2 separate regions of the Mus musculus genome follow, and region 1 is linked to region 2. Evidence: chromatin contacts called from public Hi-C data. All regions are on one chromosome and are shown on one strand. Each heading gives the region's core, a stretch centred on a gene start, on an enhancer-like site or on the middle of the called end of the contact. The rest is flanking DNA. Distances are from core to core; before and after follow the strand shown. Region 1 has its middle 22 kb from the start of Pla2g5. Region 2 overlaps Gm32549 (a long non-coding RNA gene).

What was found. Hi-C and Micro-C count contacts between places; a contact is called where the count stands out from the background.
Region 1: a contact with region 2 is called in a Hi-C map of cerebral cortex, with 4 times the contacts expected there. The contact joins two enhancer-like sites. A contact is called at or near these places in 4 of 484 Hi-C or Micro-C datasets (cerebral cortex, embryonic stem cells, nephron progenitors and 1 more) and 2 of 115 datasets of contacts at active chromatin or transcription factors (embryonic basal ganglia and forebrain).

Annotation. Positions count from the first base shown.
Region 1 is chr4:138,837,370-138,844,660 of GRCm38.p6, reverse strand. It overlaps a transcript of Pla2g5 not described here. Among named protein-coding and RNA genes, the nearest start is that of Pla2g5, 22 kb to the right of the region's middle. Within about 2 kb of position 3,105, at least 18 of the 459 cell types and tissues checked have an H3K27ac peak or open chromatin away from gene starts, as enhancers often do. A contact at or near this core is called in cerebral cortex, where this site is marked.
Region 2 is chr4:138,517,947-138,525,638 of GRCm38.p6, reverse strand. All of the region lies in intron 3 of Gm32549 (a long non-coding RNA gene), which reads right to left. Among named protein-coding and RNA genes, the nearest start is that of Gm32549, 25 kb to the right of the region's middle. Within about 2 kb of position 1,613, at least 28 of the 459 cell types and tissues checked have an H3K27ac peak or open chromatin away from gene starts, as enhancers often do. A contact at or near this core is called in cerebral cortex, where this site is marked.

The sequences.
Region 1 (7,291 bases), core at 1,856-4,355, 320 kb before region 2:
TGGGATGCTTCCAACCCCTGTCAGCAAAGCTTTCCTCGGCAGGTATCATATGGATCTGGCACTTTTAACATGTTGAAGTCTCCAAGTCAGCTTCACAGATTCTTGTTCCATTGTCTGGGGTCCACACATGATCTTCTGGGCTCCTCCAAAGAGCTTATGCCACTTCTCCAGCTCTATAGCACTCAAGGCTCTGGTTGACTCCATTCCACTGCTGCTGCTGCTCTTGGTGATCATCCCATGGTACTGGCATCTCCAATACACTGGGGCCTTCCACTGCAACTACACTTCACCTATAGCCTCTCTTAGGCTCTCTTCATGATGCCAAGCCTCAACTTCTTTTCATGACCCCTTCAGGACTCAACCATCAACTGCAACTAACTGCACCTTCAGTAATAGCTTTCCCTGGCTTCTCACAATGCCAAGCCTCAACTGCTCTCCATGACCCCTTCATACCTTCAAAACCAGTATCACCTGGGTGACTCTTACATATTACCAAGTCCAGCTGCAGTATGAGGTACAACCTTGGCTACTTTTGAACCATAGCTTCTTTATGCTCTCAGAAAACACTTCCCAGAAGATTTCATATCTATGTTGCTGGTCTCTTCTTCATCACCATTAATTTCTTAGCTCCAGCTAACCAGCATCAATCGTCCCAGTAGTCCCTTCTATTCTTGACTCTAAAGCCAGAGGCATGTGGGTGAAGCTGCTGAGTTCTGCTGCTTGCTAGGGCTGGAACACCCTCCACCCCCATTCTATTACCAGCTTTCTATTTTCTAACTCCTTCACTGCCTAAGCTTGACTGTTCCAGAACTTGCTCTGTAGATTGACTTTGTACTCAGAGATCTGCATGGCTCTGTCTCCTGAATTGGCATGTACCAATGGAAGACCTCTGGACTTAAGCTTTTCTTCTCCTAGAATTTGCTCTGTCCCAGGCTGGCCTTGATCTCAGAGATCTGCTTGCCTCACTCTTCTGGGATTAATGGTGCATTGAAGCTGTTCATGGTCACAGTTCCTTGGCTGCATCTAAGCTGTTCATGGTCACAGTTCCTCAGGATCCAGATCAAAAAGCCTGTGTCTTCCAGCTTCAAGATCTGGATCACAAGTGTGCCCTCCATTTTGGGATTGTAATTTATTCCATATTAAAATTCCAAACTATTCCTTGTTCAACTACAAACACAAACAATAAGCTTACTTGGGTGGGATCTTGCCCTGAGATCACCACTCTCTTAATCTCTTTTTTTTTTTTAAAGATTTATTTATTATTTTATGTAAATACACTGAAGCTGTCTTCACACACTCCAGAAGAGGGAGTCAGATCTCGTTACGGATGGTTGTGAGCCACCATGTGGTTGCTGGGATTTGAACTCTGGACCTTCGGAAGAACAGTCGGGTGCTCTTACCCACTGAGCCATCTCACCAGCCCCTCTCTTAATCTCTTTATCTCCTTAAATACGGGATTCAGCTCCATTTCACTTCCTGGTGTCCTTTTATTACTTGAACCATATATATATATATATTTTTATTTTTTTTCCTTTCCATTTTTTATTAGGTATTTAGCTCATTTACATTTCCAATGCTATACCAAAAGTCCCCCATACCCACCCACCCCCACTCCCCTACCTGCCCACTCCCCCTTTTTGGCCCTGGCGTTTCCCTGTTCTGGGGCATATAAAGTTTGCGTGTCCAATGGGCCTCTCTTTCCAGTGATGGCCGACTAGGCCATCTTTTGATATATATGCAGCTAGAGTCAAGAGCTCCGGGGTACTGGTTAGTTCATAATGTTGATCCACCTATAGGGTTGCAGATCCCTTTAGCTCCTTGGGTACTTTCTCTAGCTCCTCCATTGGGAGCCCTGTGATCCATCCATTAGCTAATGGATTGAACCATATATTTTATATTTTTCCTTTCTCAGCTTTCTCCTTTTCATTAAAACGTTCTTTATAAGACTAAATCAGAGAAAAAAGTCTCTGCTGGGCTTTTTTGAGACTTCCTTTGCCCATGCAATTAATATACATTTCTTTATCTTGGCCTCAGGTAGACTCTTCAGACAAGGGCAAAAAGCAGCCACATTCTTCACCAATATACCACAAAAACAGCCTCTAGGCCACATACTGAAGTTTTTCTCCAGTGAAATCTCTTGGGCCAGGTCCTCACAGTTCAAATCATTCACAGCAACAAAGTCTTCCATATTCCTATTTAGAATAGCCCATTAAGCCCCACTTAAAGCATTCTACTGCTTTCCAAATCCAGAGTCCCCAAATCCACATTCTTCCAAACAAAACCAGTCAGGCCTATCACAGCAATACCCTACTCCTGGTACCAACTTCTGTCTTAGGGTTTTACTCCTGTGAACAGACACCATGACCAAGGCAACTCTTCTAAGAACAATATTTAACTGGAGCTGGCTTACAGGTTCAGAGATTCAGTCCATTATCATCAAGGCAGAAGCGTGGCAGCATCCAGGCAGGCATGGTGTAGAAGGATTTGAAAGTTCTACGTTTTCATCTGAAGGCCGATAAGAGAAGACTGGCTTCCGGGCAGCTAGGTCAAGGGTATTAAAGCTCATGCCCACATTGACATGTGTCCTCTAAGAAGGCCACACTCACTCCAAGGCCACACCCACTCCAACAAGGCCACACCCACTCCAACAAGGCCACACTTCCTAGTAGTGCCACTCCCTGGGCCAAGCATATACAAGCCATCATACACCTTTACTTATTGAGTCATCTACCTGGCCTTTAAACACCTAGCTGGCCGATCGATCTTTAGCCCTCCCTGCCAGTGGTCTCCCCTCACAGCATGCCGCAACCTATCACTGGCCGGGGGAAGACACTGCCTCGGTTTGTTGCATTAAATTTTCCCTCCCATCCTGCATCCACCACTGAAGCCGCTCTCTATGTTTATTTAGATGCATGGTGCCTTGAAAAGGACTCAGTGTTTATGCAACTCTGTGTGTGCTTCTAAATTATACACAGGATCCTGCACCGTACGTCCCCTCCCACTTTTGTGCCGAGACTGAAAATTAGCAGAGACTCACAGCTCCTTTGCCAAAACCAGTCTGGCAGAGTGACAGCTGAGAGAGGAGCCTGGATCTGAGGGAGTGAGAAAAGAGCCTTTGCCAAGCCTTGTGGGAAGCTGGGGCAACCTGGACAGCAGGGTATAGCTGTGAGGAGCCGAGCTCGTGGGTGCTGGAGCAGGCAGAGAGCAGGGTCAGACAGTGGGCAGGGCGGAGGACACTGTTCTTTTTCCTTTCTTCTCTCTCATTATGTGGCCCAGGCTAGTCTCAAATTCAGGCTCCTCCTCAGCCTCTGGAGTGTAGGAATTACAGGTTCAAGCTGCTACGCCTAGCTAGGAGACTTTCTACACTGTATTTTCCTTCTGTTTGCTCCTTGATTCCGAGATAATTGGGCCCTGGAAGTGTGATGATGTCACCAGAGCCCTTTGGGTCAGAGGCTATGCTTTGGAAGCTCGGACAAGCCAGGCTCAGCCACCTGACCTCAACAGGCCAATTAAACAGAAGCAACAGAAACACAAAGAAAGACGTATTCAACATAGCTATGGTGGAAAGAGTAACACAGAGGTCTCATGAACCCCAAATTCATCTCCTTGACACGGCATACATAGGTCTTGACCTGAAGAGAGGCAAGAGGTAACTAATCGGCCTTGGCCAATGCGTGGTCCTACGTCACTCACCCATCTCCTCTGCTCTAACACCCCACAGTGTGGGCTGGCGAGCTGTCAAGCTGTCAGAGGTTGGAGTCTTCCTCTGGCTGGCACCAGGCTTTCGAATTTTTCTTCTCTCAGTGTGACACTCCTGTGGAGATTTCAAGTTCTTGGGACTGTTGTTGAAGGGCAGGGTTCAATGTCTTTCTAGGAAATAGATCTCCATTTCTGTCAGAGTCACAGCTATCCCGAATCACTATCTGGTGAGAAAGGGTGAAAACCAATGCAGGCAGTCTCCTGCCCTCAGAGTCCTTTCCTTCCTCTTCTCCAGTCCTTCTACCTACCGGGGGACACCCAGAATGGCAGGCCACACCTCAGGGTGAGGGTCGTAGCCAGTGCTGCCTCTTCAGGTGCTTGGTGACAAGGTGCTGAACAGAGTAGCTCCTTATGGTGGCAGCAAAGGGGATGGTGGAATGGGAGGTTTATCACTTTTCTGTCCCCTACCCAGAGTGACAGTCACCAGACGATAGGACATTTACCAGACAGCACAGAATGTCCAATTCAGTCCCGCCACATAAAAGAAAGTGTCAGCTGTACAAGGAAAGGGCAAGGATCCGCCAGAAAACCCATGAGTATAAACACTAATTATAAAGAACGTAGTTATTGACAGAGGCCAGCCTGCCGGGCATGAGAGAGCACGCCTGTAATTCCAGTGTAACGGAACTCAGCAGGTTCGCATCTCGGGGGCTGGCTTAGTTTCTTCTCAGTTTGCCATGACAAAACACCCGGACAGAAGCAACTGAGGAGAGATAGCATTTGTCCTGGCTCACAGTTCAAGGTAAGCCCGTGGTGGTGGGAAGTTGAGGTAGCAGGAAGGTGAGGTACCTGGTTGTTTGCAACCACAGAAGAGAGTAAAGACTGCTCCCCAGGCCTCCGTTCCTTTTCTCTTTTAACGACTTTAGGGCCCCTAGTCCAGGGCGTAGTGCCAACCACAACAGCGTGAATGGGACTCATGGCATCAATTCGTTGAGTCAAGATAATCTTCACAGACATGCCCAGAGGCCCTTCTGCCAGGCTGAGTCTAGACTCTATCTGGCTGATAGAGTGGGAATGACTCCCTACCCTGACCCCTGAGACAGGATATCTCTGTATAATCCTGGCTGTCCTGGAACTCACTCTGTAGACCAGGCTGGCCTCCAATTCAGAGATGCACCTGCCTCTGCCTCTTGAGTGCTGGGATTAAAAGTGTGGGCCACCGTGTCAGACTAACATTTTATTTATTTTTAACAGTTATACCTAGGCTTCTTCTGAAACCAGAGACAGTAGGCAAGCTACACCATTCACAGTTATCCTAGGGTCAAGGACAGACATAAAAAGTTAAACTGCTGGGCTTGTCACACGGGAAGCAACAGATGTTGTTTCTAGGTCCAACTTACATGCTTATGATCTTAAATATCTAGTAGAGAAATATGAATATTCCTGATGGCAAACCCAGGCAAAAATACATGCTTACAATTACCAGGCTGCCAATGCTTTCCATTTTACCAAAATATTTAAAGCTATCGTATTTATCAATAACTTGCTAAAGTCATGTGAGTTCAAAAGCTTGTATTAATTATTTTGATCCACATAGTCTCAATCTGAGTGAATGATTACATATCTATAAGCCAGTTAGAAGTGTATATCGGTATATAGGCCCATCATGTAACATGCATGTATGTAGACACACTTAAAAACATATGCAAAGATCTTATATCTGTGGTGAGGAAATGACTCTCTGTATAAGCCTGGAGATCTGAGTTTAGACCCTCAGCACCCAGCACCTCACTCAGCACCCAGCACCTCAGCACCCAGGAGGTAGTGGGTGTGTCTTAGTCAGGGCTTCTATTCCTGCACAAACATCACCACCAAGAAGCAGTTGGGGAGGAAAGGGTTTATTCCGCTTACACTTCCACACTGCTGTTCATCACCAAGGAAGTCAGGACTGGAACTCAAGCAGGTCAGAAGCAGGAACTGATGCATGTCTCTTAACTGGCTTGCTTCCCCTGGCTTGCTCAGCCTGCTCTCATGGCACCACCCACAAGGAGACCTCTGCACTTGATCACTAGTTGAGAAAATGCCTTACAGTTGGATCTTGTGGAGGCATTTCCCCAACTGAAGCTCCTTGCTCTGTGATAACTCCAGCTTGTGTCAAGTTGACACAAAATTAGCCAATACAATTGACCCCTTGTCAACTTGACACACAAACACATCACTAGGAAGCTTCAACCCTTAGTTCTTATTCATCCCCAAGATCTAAATAACTTTAAAAGTTCCACAGTCTTGACATATTAAAAGTTCAATCCCTTTAGAATATCCAGTATCTCTTAAAATTCAAAGTACTTTAAAATTCAAAGTCTCTTAACTGTGGGCTTCACTAAAAAAACTTCCTTCAAGAGGGAAAAATATCAGGGAAAAAACCAATCTCCAACCATCCAATGTCTGGGATCCAACTCACGATCTTCTGGGCTCCTCCAAGGGCTTGGGTCACTTCTCCAGCCATGCCCTTTGTAGCACACAGGTCTTCTACGCTCCTGCCGCCTGTATTCCACTGCTGCTGCTGTTCTTGGTAGTCATCTCATGGTGCTGGCATCTCCAAAATGCTGCTGTCTTCCACTGTAACTTGGCTTTAACAATAGCCTCTCATAGGCTCTCTTCATGGGGCCAAGTATCAACTTCTTTGCATGACCCCTTCAGTCCTGTGTCATCAATTGCAACTGAGGCTGCACCTTCACCAATGGCCTTCCATGGCCTCTCACAGTGCTGAGCCTCAGCTGCTCTGTGTGACCCCTTCATGCCTTCAAAACTAGTACCACCCTAGTACTAACTAACTAACTCTTACACATTACCAAGTCCAGTCATAAGCACAAGGTACAACCATGGCTATCTCTGGAACACAGCCTCTTTGTGCTTTCAGAAAACACTTCCCAGAAGATGTCACCTCAATGATGCTGGTCTCTTCTTAATCACCGCTAATTTCTTAGCTCCAGCTAACCAGCATCAATAGTCCCAGTAATGCAAAGGTTTCACTTTACTAGTTCTGGTATCTTGTTAACCACAGCTGATTCTTCAGTTCCAGCTAACCAGAACCACAGAATCTTCACAATCAAAGTAACAATGACCCTGAAAAGAGTCTTTAATTTTCCCTCTGAAATTTCACAAGCCAGGCCTCCATCTTCTGTACTGTTCTCAACATTATCTTCCAAGCTCCTACACAACATCCCACAGAGCTCTTAACATTGAATGGATCTTGTAGCTCAAAGTTCCACAGTCCTCCTCAAAACATGGTCAGGTTGTCACAGAAATACCCCACTTCTGGTACCAATTTATCTTAGTCAGGGTTTCTATTCCTGCACAAACATCATGACCAAGAAGCAAGTTGGGGAGGAAAGGGTTTATTCGGCTTACACTTCCATACTGCTGTTCATTACCAAGGAAGTCAGGACTGGAACTTAAGCAGGTCAGGAAGCAGGAGCTGATGCAGAGCCATGGAGGGATGTTCTTTACTGGCTTGTTTCCCCTGGCTTCTTGCTTAGCCTACTCTCTTATAGAACCAAGACTACCAGCCCAGAGATGGTCCCACCCACAA
Region 2 (7,692 bases), core at 364-2,863:
CTCTCTGAGCATTATTTATTAAATGGGGACAGGGACAGTACGGGTTTCATAGGGTTTTCTTGGGAGTTGGAACGGAGCCTGCAGCACCCGGCTGGAGGAAGTGCTCAGCCAGTGGCAGCCTCAGTGTCATGAATATTAAGATGATGAATGCCTGCTAAGCATATCCAGGTGCGACTGGAGTTGAGGAAATGAGAAGTCCCAATCCTCTTTCCTGCCAACCTCCAGAACCCCCTAACCTCCTCCTGTACCAGTGGGGTTGACACTGGATTCCATCCTGGGTAAGTGGACCCAGAGAGGACAATGTCCAGAGAGTGAGCCAGAACCTAGAGATGTGAGTCTCCTCTCCAAAACAAAAGCCCTATGTCCCTGGAGCTGGGAGGGGTGCTGGACAGCTCCAGACTAGCCTTTGATTTCTAGAAAGGGAAACAGGTCCAGAAATGAACGGGATTCATCAAGACATGAAGAGCAAGGACCACACTGGGGCTCTTGGCCCTGACCGGGCTATGCCACACCAGGCAAGCAACGTTTATGCTCTGTAATCATACCAGGCCCAGCCCCAGTTCTGGGCCCGGGTGGACAGCTGAGCACCGTGGGTGTGGGAGCCTGGCGCTCTGCTAGATGGTGAGGACCACTCTGTTCCCAGTCCCCACCAGGGCCTAGTTCACCCTTATGTAACCTGCTGCTCATTATGTAACCCACTGCTGCTGCTGGCTAAAGTGGCAGGCCGGGAACAGAGTGAGGCTGGAGAGAGGCCTCACAGAGGAAACACACTTCTCCTTCAGCGCTCAGAGTCTGGGACCAGTTAGGGCCTGCCACAGTCTGAGAACGAAAAGAACCCCAGATAGGACTGGAGCCTACAAGTAGGCACGGGGTCTACCTCTTCTGTATAGGGCAGGGACTCCAATGTCCCAGGCTAGTGGAGTCCCTGGAGTGTCACTCAAAGATGGGAGGGGAGGAGGTGGAAGTCATGGGTTGCAAGTGAAAGTCAGAGCTGAGTATGGACTGCACCATCCTGCCCGTTATAGCCAGGATGCTTTTGGTATGTCAATTCACTTCTCTGGTCTCAGTTTCTTCATCTGGAGAATGGGACTAAAACCCCCAAGCTCATTGGTTGCTATGGATAGTAAACCAAACTCTTAACCACTCCAAATACGTGCTCAGTCAACAACACCGATTTAGCGTATGGAACAACTGAGGCCCAGGTCGGGGTATACACTAATGGGCTGCATGACTCTCCCAAACATTACTTCAGAGTAGACGCAAGTATCGCCTCCCCCATTTGACCAACGGAGAACCCAGGCACGTTAAGCTCACAGACTTGGGAAGGATTTGAACCTAGACATCTGGCTCAGAGTCAGAGCTCTTCAGGACCAAGAGACTGAGACTGCAGCAGGCAGAAGTTAAGGTAGACAAAGGTGGGCAGATTCTGGGAAGGCTTGTCACCATCTGTTAGAGACACAGACACTTGGCCTGGTGTCTGGCTAGGCCTCCCTGTCAAAGCTGCTATGCTGAGTGACCTTGAGCAGTTAACTCAGTCTCGGGGCTCCCATCTATCTGAACAGCGAGCTGACAATTACCAGAGCTGTTGTAAGGAGCCATTAAGATAACAAGATGGAAACTGGCTTTCAGCAAAGAATGTGTCCCACACGGCCCCTGGCTGCCGCAGACTGTCACTTCCCAGCTCCCAGCTCCTTCCGACTCAGCAGAAACCAGGCAACCAAACACCAGAGGCCTCTCAGCTCCTCCTGCAGTGTGAGGCTGCTTCAGGATATGAAGGCAGAACTGTCATCCTCTCCACAGTGCTGAGGCTCGGGATGCCCGCCTCTCAGGCCCCCTGCCTGCCTTCAGCACAGCACAGAGCCCACTCTGTGGTTTGTGACTGTCCTCATACTCTTCATGGCTACCCCAGGCCACTAAGATCCATCTCCCTGGTATTGCATATGAGGAAGCCAAAGTTCAGAGAGGTTATGTCACGAGCCTAGGGCTACACAGCTCTACCAAGGAGAGCTGGAATTCAAATTGGCTCTACTGCTCTATGGTCTTACAAACCCATGCCTCCATGAAATGGGGCCTTGGGACCTTTCTATGGAGACAGTTGGTGCTCAGAAAGATGGCTCGGCAGGTGAAGGCTTCTGCCACGAAGCCTGAGGACATGAGTTTAATCCTGAGATGCCCCACACACTTGGTGAAAGGAGAAAAGCAGCTCCCACAGCTGCCTTCTGATCTCCTCGTGAATGTCATGGCACATGTACACACACTAAGAAAGAAAAGTGGGGAGGGAGGGATGGGGGAGAGGGAGGGAAGAAAAGGGGGGAGGGAGAAAGGAAGAGAGAGAGGGGGGAAGAAGGGAGGGAGGGAAAGAGAGAGTAGGGAGGAAAATGAACTAGAGAACCCTCTGTAGACCAGGCTGGCCTGGAACTCACTCTGTAGACCAGGCTGGCCTGGAACTCAGAGATCTGCCTACCTCTGCCTCCTGAGTGCTGGGATTAAAGGTCCCCACACCCAGCTGACTGTTTTTGAAGTGAAGATACTTCTCTGAGAGGTACTAAGACCTGGGCCAAGCTGCAAAGCCAGGGTAGCCCTTGCTCATCACCGGCTACCCAGATCTCGACTAGGACCCAGAAGTGAGGGCTGAGACCTTCAGCCCCCAGGAGAAGCCAGCCAGTGACACCATGAGCTAACATGGAGAAGCTGATGACAAAGAAGTGGCTCAAGAAATCAGAGTGCATCCTTCTCCAGACTCAACTCTCAGGGGGCTTTTGTGACAGGCCCCAGGGGTTACACTAAGTGATGGACCCATAAGTCCCCAAGCTTGGCCAATCACCAGAACGCTGACGTTCTTCCTAAAACCTAAGACGCCTGGCCACACCCCTGGGAGGGGTTGATATGGTAGATAGAGCCGGGAGAGGCTTAGAAACCTGTGTACATTTTACCCCCTACAGCCCTTGTCCTATGTCACCGCAATGTTTGTGGGAAGATAGCCACAATACAGCCTCATCACATGACCCCTCTGCAGCTGCAAGCAGCTGTCCCACCCATAAGCCCTTTTACTTAGGACAGGGAACTGAAAGCCCAGCCCCGGCTTTACAGAGAGATCACTGAGGTCCCCAACGCCTTAGACACACCAGGCTGTGTCCCCCACCGAAGCAAGCATCCAGCCAACCCTGGGAGTCTCCACTGATTAGAACTTCCTTGTTGCCACGGCAACCCCCCTGGGGACGCCTGCCCTACTTTGCATCCCTGGCTTAGGCCAGTCAGCCTGAGCCCACCCCTGAGACCAAGGACCTAGAGTCCACTCCCTGGAAGCACAGCTCTCTCTGACCCGGAGAAAATTAAAACTCCCTCATTCGGATGCTGGTCAGCCTTGACCAACCTTAGCAACACTCCCGGGCCGAGTCAGGCCCTAGCAAAGGAGTACCAGCTGGTCCACGCCCTTGTAAGGGGAACAGACAAATAACTAAACTTGCCTGCCAGGACTCTCTGTGCATGAACAGTAAGGAGGGGGACCAAGTAGCAGGTGCCTCTCTCAGTCCTTTCCATGTACAGAGTCCTAGAAGCCTTCCATTCGTCTTATGGAGGTCCCTGGATCATCCCCATTTTAGAGATGAGGACACAGAGGCTCAGAGACATTAAGAAATTTGCTCATGGGCTGGGGAAGTGGTCAGTAAAGAGTTACCCTGCAAGTGTGAGGACATGAGTTCAAGCCCCTGAACTCCCAAGAAAACGAGGGGTGTGGTTGGTTGCATACTCTCAGAATTCCAGCAGTGAGCAGAGGGGGGAAAGGCTGGCCAATCAGCCTAGCCTAGCTGGTGAGGAGGTCTGAGCAAATGTCTAAGAAAGAAAGAAAGAAAGAAAGAAAGAAAGAAAGAAAGAAAGAAAGAAAGAAAGAAAGAAAGAAAGAAAGAAGGAAAGAAAGAAAGAAGAAAGAGGGGGGAAGGGAAGGGAAGGAAAGGAAAGAAGAGAAGAAGAGGAGCGGGAAGAAGAGGAGAGGGAAGAAGAGGAGGAGGAAAAGGGAGGAAAGGGAAGGGGATTGGGAGGGAGGGGAAGAGGGGGGGGGAGGGGGAAACTTGCTTAATGTCACCCAACCAAGAATCAGCAAGCCAGAAGCTGGATAAAAGGAACTCTAAGGCACACAGTGAGAACTTTAGCCACTAGCTGGCTGATTCAAATGAGTCCCTGGGGACATATTTGTCCCAGAGGTGACAGGTTTCTGTTGGAGCAGAGAAATGAAGGGAGGGGGCAAGTCGAACAGGGACTCATCTAGGACCTATGGTCATGGTGGTCAGTGCTGGACAGGCAGGTGCAGTGACCACAGGGTGTCTTCCCCTGGGAAAGCTGAAGTGCTCCAGTCAGCCCCCGCAGGGGACAGCTTGGGGCAGGTGCATACACACTCAGCCACCAGCCTATCCCAATTGTCACCCACTTATACACCCATGTGGATGGAGGAAAAGACCCAGGCCAGGCTCTAGCTTAACCCTTGCTGTGCTTGCATGGAAACGCTTTAATTTCCCAGATTTCCTAGGGCTTGGGAATGTGAATTACAGAGCCACTGCTCGAGTTCAAATCCCAGTACTCCAACTTCCTCATGGTGAAACCTTGGACAAGCTATGGGAGCTTATCGGCTTTCATCACCGTGACAAAATTTCCGAGACCGTCAACCAGAGGAAAGATTTCTTAGGCACAGCCTGAGGAGTTTCAGCTCATGACATTTATATCTGCCACTTTAGGCCTGTGACAGCTATACGTCATGGCAGGGGTGAGTTGGGGGACACAATTCTTCCCTTGTGATAGCTGGAAAATTAAGGAGAGAGGAAACTCCGTCAAGGGCATGTCCCCCAGAGACCTGATTTCTTTCCACTGCCTCTTAAAAGCTCACAGCCTCCAAATAGCCCTACAGTCATGTGACCAAGTCTTCAACCCATGAGCCTTTGGGAGACATTCAAGATCCAAATTATAGAATTATGTAATGTCCCTGAGCGTTCTCTCTCTCTCTCTCTCTCTCTCTCTCTCTCTCTCTCTCTCTCGTGTGTACATATGTGCACATATGCATGTTCATGTTGGTATGTGTGTACTTGTGTGTACATACATGTGCACATAGCACACAGGGGCCAACCTAGGCTGCTATTCCCCAGACATCATCCATCTTGTTTATTAAAACAGTCTTCTTAGCCTGTAACTCTCCAAGTAGTCCAGGCTGAACCCCCAGATCCAGCCTTGTCCACCCTCCTCGCACTGAGATTACAGTTACCATGGGTTCTGGGGAATGGAATGTGGGCCCTCATGCTTGCACTTAACCAACTGAGTGTTTTCCCCAGCTCTCAAGTTGTGTGTTGTGTTGTGTTGTGTTGTGTTTTGTTTTGTTTTGTTTTGTTTTTCGAGATTGGGTTTCTTTGTGTAGCCCTGGCTATTGCGGAACTCACTCTGTAGACCAGGCTGGCCTCGAACTCAGAAATCCTCTTGCCTCTGCCTCCCAAGTGCTGGGACTAAAGATATGCGCCACAGTGGCCCGGCAAGTTCCACATTCTTAAAAGAAGATATTGATACACTGCTGTGCACAGTGTCTTGAGGGCTACGTGTATTGCCCAAGGTTCACAGCATGGACACACCCAGATACACATGTCCACACAGATGTGCGGTACTGTGCATAGAGTGAGCTTACCCTCTCCTGCCATAAGCCAGCCTCCTCCAAGAGGCTCCAGTCAACGCCATAGCTATGGGAAGTCACGGGGAGATGCTACAGAGCACCAAAGCCCAGGGAGCCATGCTCCGTGTGCTCATCACACACTCGTGGTCATAGGGTTTGAGGCTGACACATGGCACATGCATTTTCACACACTGACTGCTGTGAAGAAAATCCAGTTTTTCTCCTTGCGATGTAAAAAAATCTCAGCTCTGGGAAACAAAGGTCGATTGGCAGGAAAAAAATGGAGCTTAAAGCTTAAAGCTCTACCGTGGGCCCCTGGGGAGACAATGCCACCTTTAGGAAAGAGACACACACCAAGATAAAGTCAGATCTGCAGAGAAGTGAGGGCTTCCCTGGCTTGGCAAGCCCCTCCTGCTCAGCTAGGAAGCTCTCTGAGCTTCCAAAGGCAAAGCCTGGCCTTATGCACCTCTTATATACCTCTGCGGTCCAGCCAGGCGAGGTCCCTGCTTCACCCCTAAAGCCTGACACATCCCCATCCCCACCCCCACATCCCACCCCTCCCAGTTCTCCCTCGACACTGTTATTGGCTTTATATCATAGCCACACCCAAACATACCAGAATATGCTACCTCAAAATATTAAAAGCCACTGAGCGGAGAGCAGTTAAGAAGCTGGTCAGGAGGCTGCAGAGATGACTCCCTGGAGAAAGCGCTCGCTGCTTATACTTGAGAAGCCAGATTCAGATCTGCAGAAGGTGCGTGTCAGAATATGGGCACAGAGGCCTTCCTGCAGATGCGGTACCTCAAAAGGTGGGGACAGGGGAATCCCTGATGGAGCAAGACTAGCTCTGGGTTCAGCTGATGTATCAGGAGAGAGTGATGGAGAACTATTCCTGATATCAGTCTCAGGTCTCCATGGGCACACATGCACGCATGCCACACACAGATGCATGGGAGGAGAGGGAGGAGAAAGAGGAGGGAGGTAGAGGCAGAAGAGAAGCTGGAAGAAAGGAGAAAAGGAGGGGCTGTCCATAGCCTCTCATCCAGGGCCAAAACACTCTCTGCCTTCCTATTTGCTCATGGGGTTGGGCAGAAGGCTCAGTGGTAGTGCACTTACCTAGTGTGTGTGAAGCCCTGGGTTCCATCAATGACTCTAAACAAATATTACATTTTAGAGTAAAAGAAAATACAAGTAGGTTCTAAATTTCCAAACAGAAAGATGCCCTTTTCTCCTCCTATTCCTGATGACAACTTTGGACCCTTCTGACCTAGAGACAAGTCAGAGACACCTACCTACCTGTACATGCAGACATAACTAGCTATCCTTCATCTTCCCCCAGACCACCGCCCCTAGAGACTCAAGTCCTTCTCTGTTGCCTGTCAGTCCCCTAAAAATAGTCTGCTCTTTGTGGAAAACACAACATAGCCTGGACTTCAAAAATGATAGCTCCCTGGACATCGCCCAGGTTTTTCTCTCCTTGGTCTATCTTTTGAAATGTGTGTTGGAGGCAGGGGGCGGGGGGTAGAGCAGGGATTCAAAACTAGGAACCCACCAAGGAAGCAAGCTTGCGTGAGTATGGATGGACTCATGGATGGATGCATGGACAGACGGAAGATGGATGTGTGTATACATAGACAGAACAGGATAGGAGAGGTCAGTGGGAGGGGCAGCAGGGATTGTAGCCAGAGGACAAAGCTGAAGATCACCTGGCCCCGCTGTCCCACCACTCTTCAGGCCTTTCTAACCTGTGGGATTTATGGGCAGAAGAGGGGCTATGCCTGGCTGGTTTTAAAAAGTGCCCACGGCTGAGATGGCTCAGCAGGTAAGAGCACCGTCTGCTCTCCCGAAGGTCCTGAGTTCGAATCCCAGCAACCACATGGTGGCTCACAACACCCGTAGTGAGATCTGATCACCCTCTTCTGGTGCATCTGAAGACAGCTACAGTGTACTTATGTATATTGATAAATAAATCTTTGGGCCAGAGCAAGCAGGGCCAACCGGAGCGAGCAGAGGTCCTAAAATTCAATTCCAAGCAACCACATGAAGGC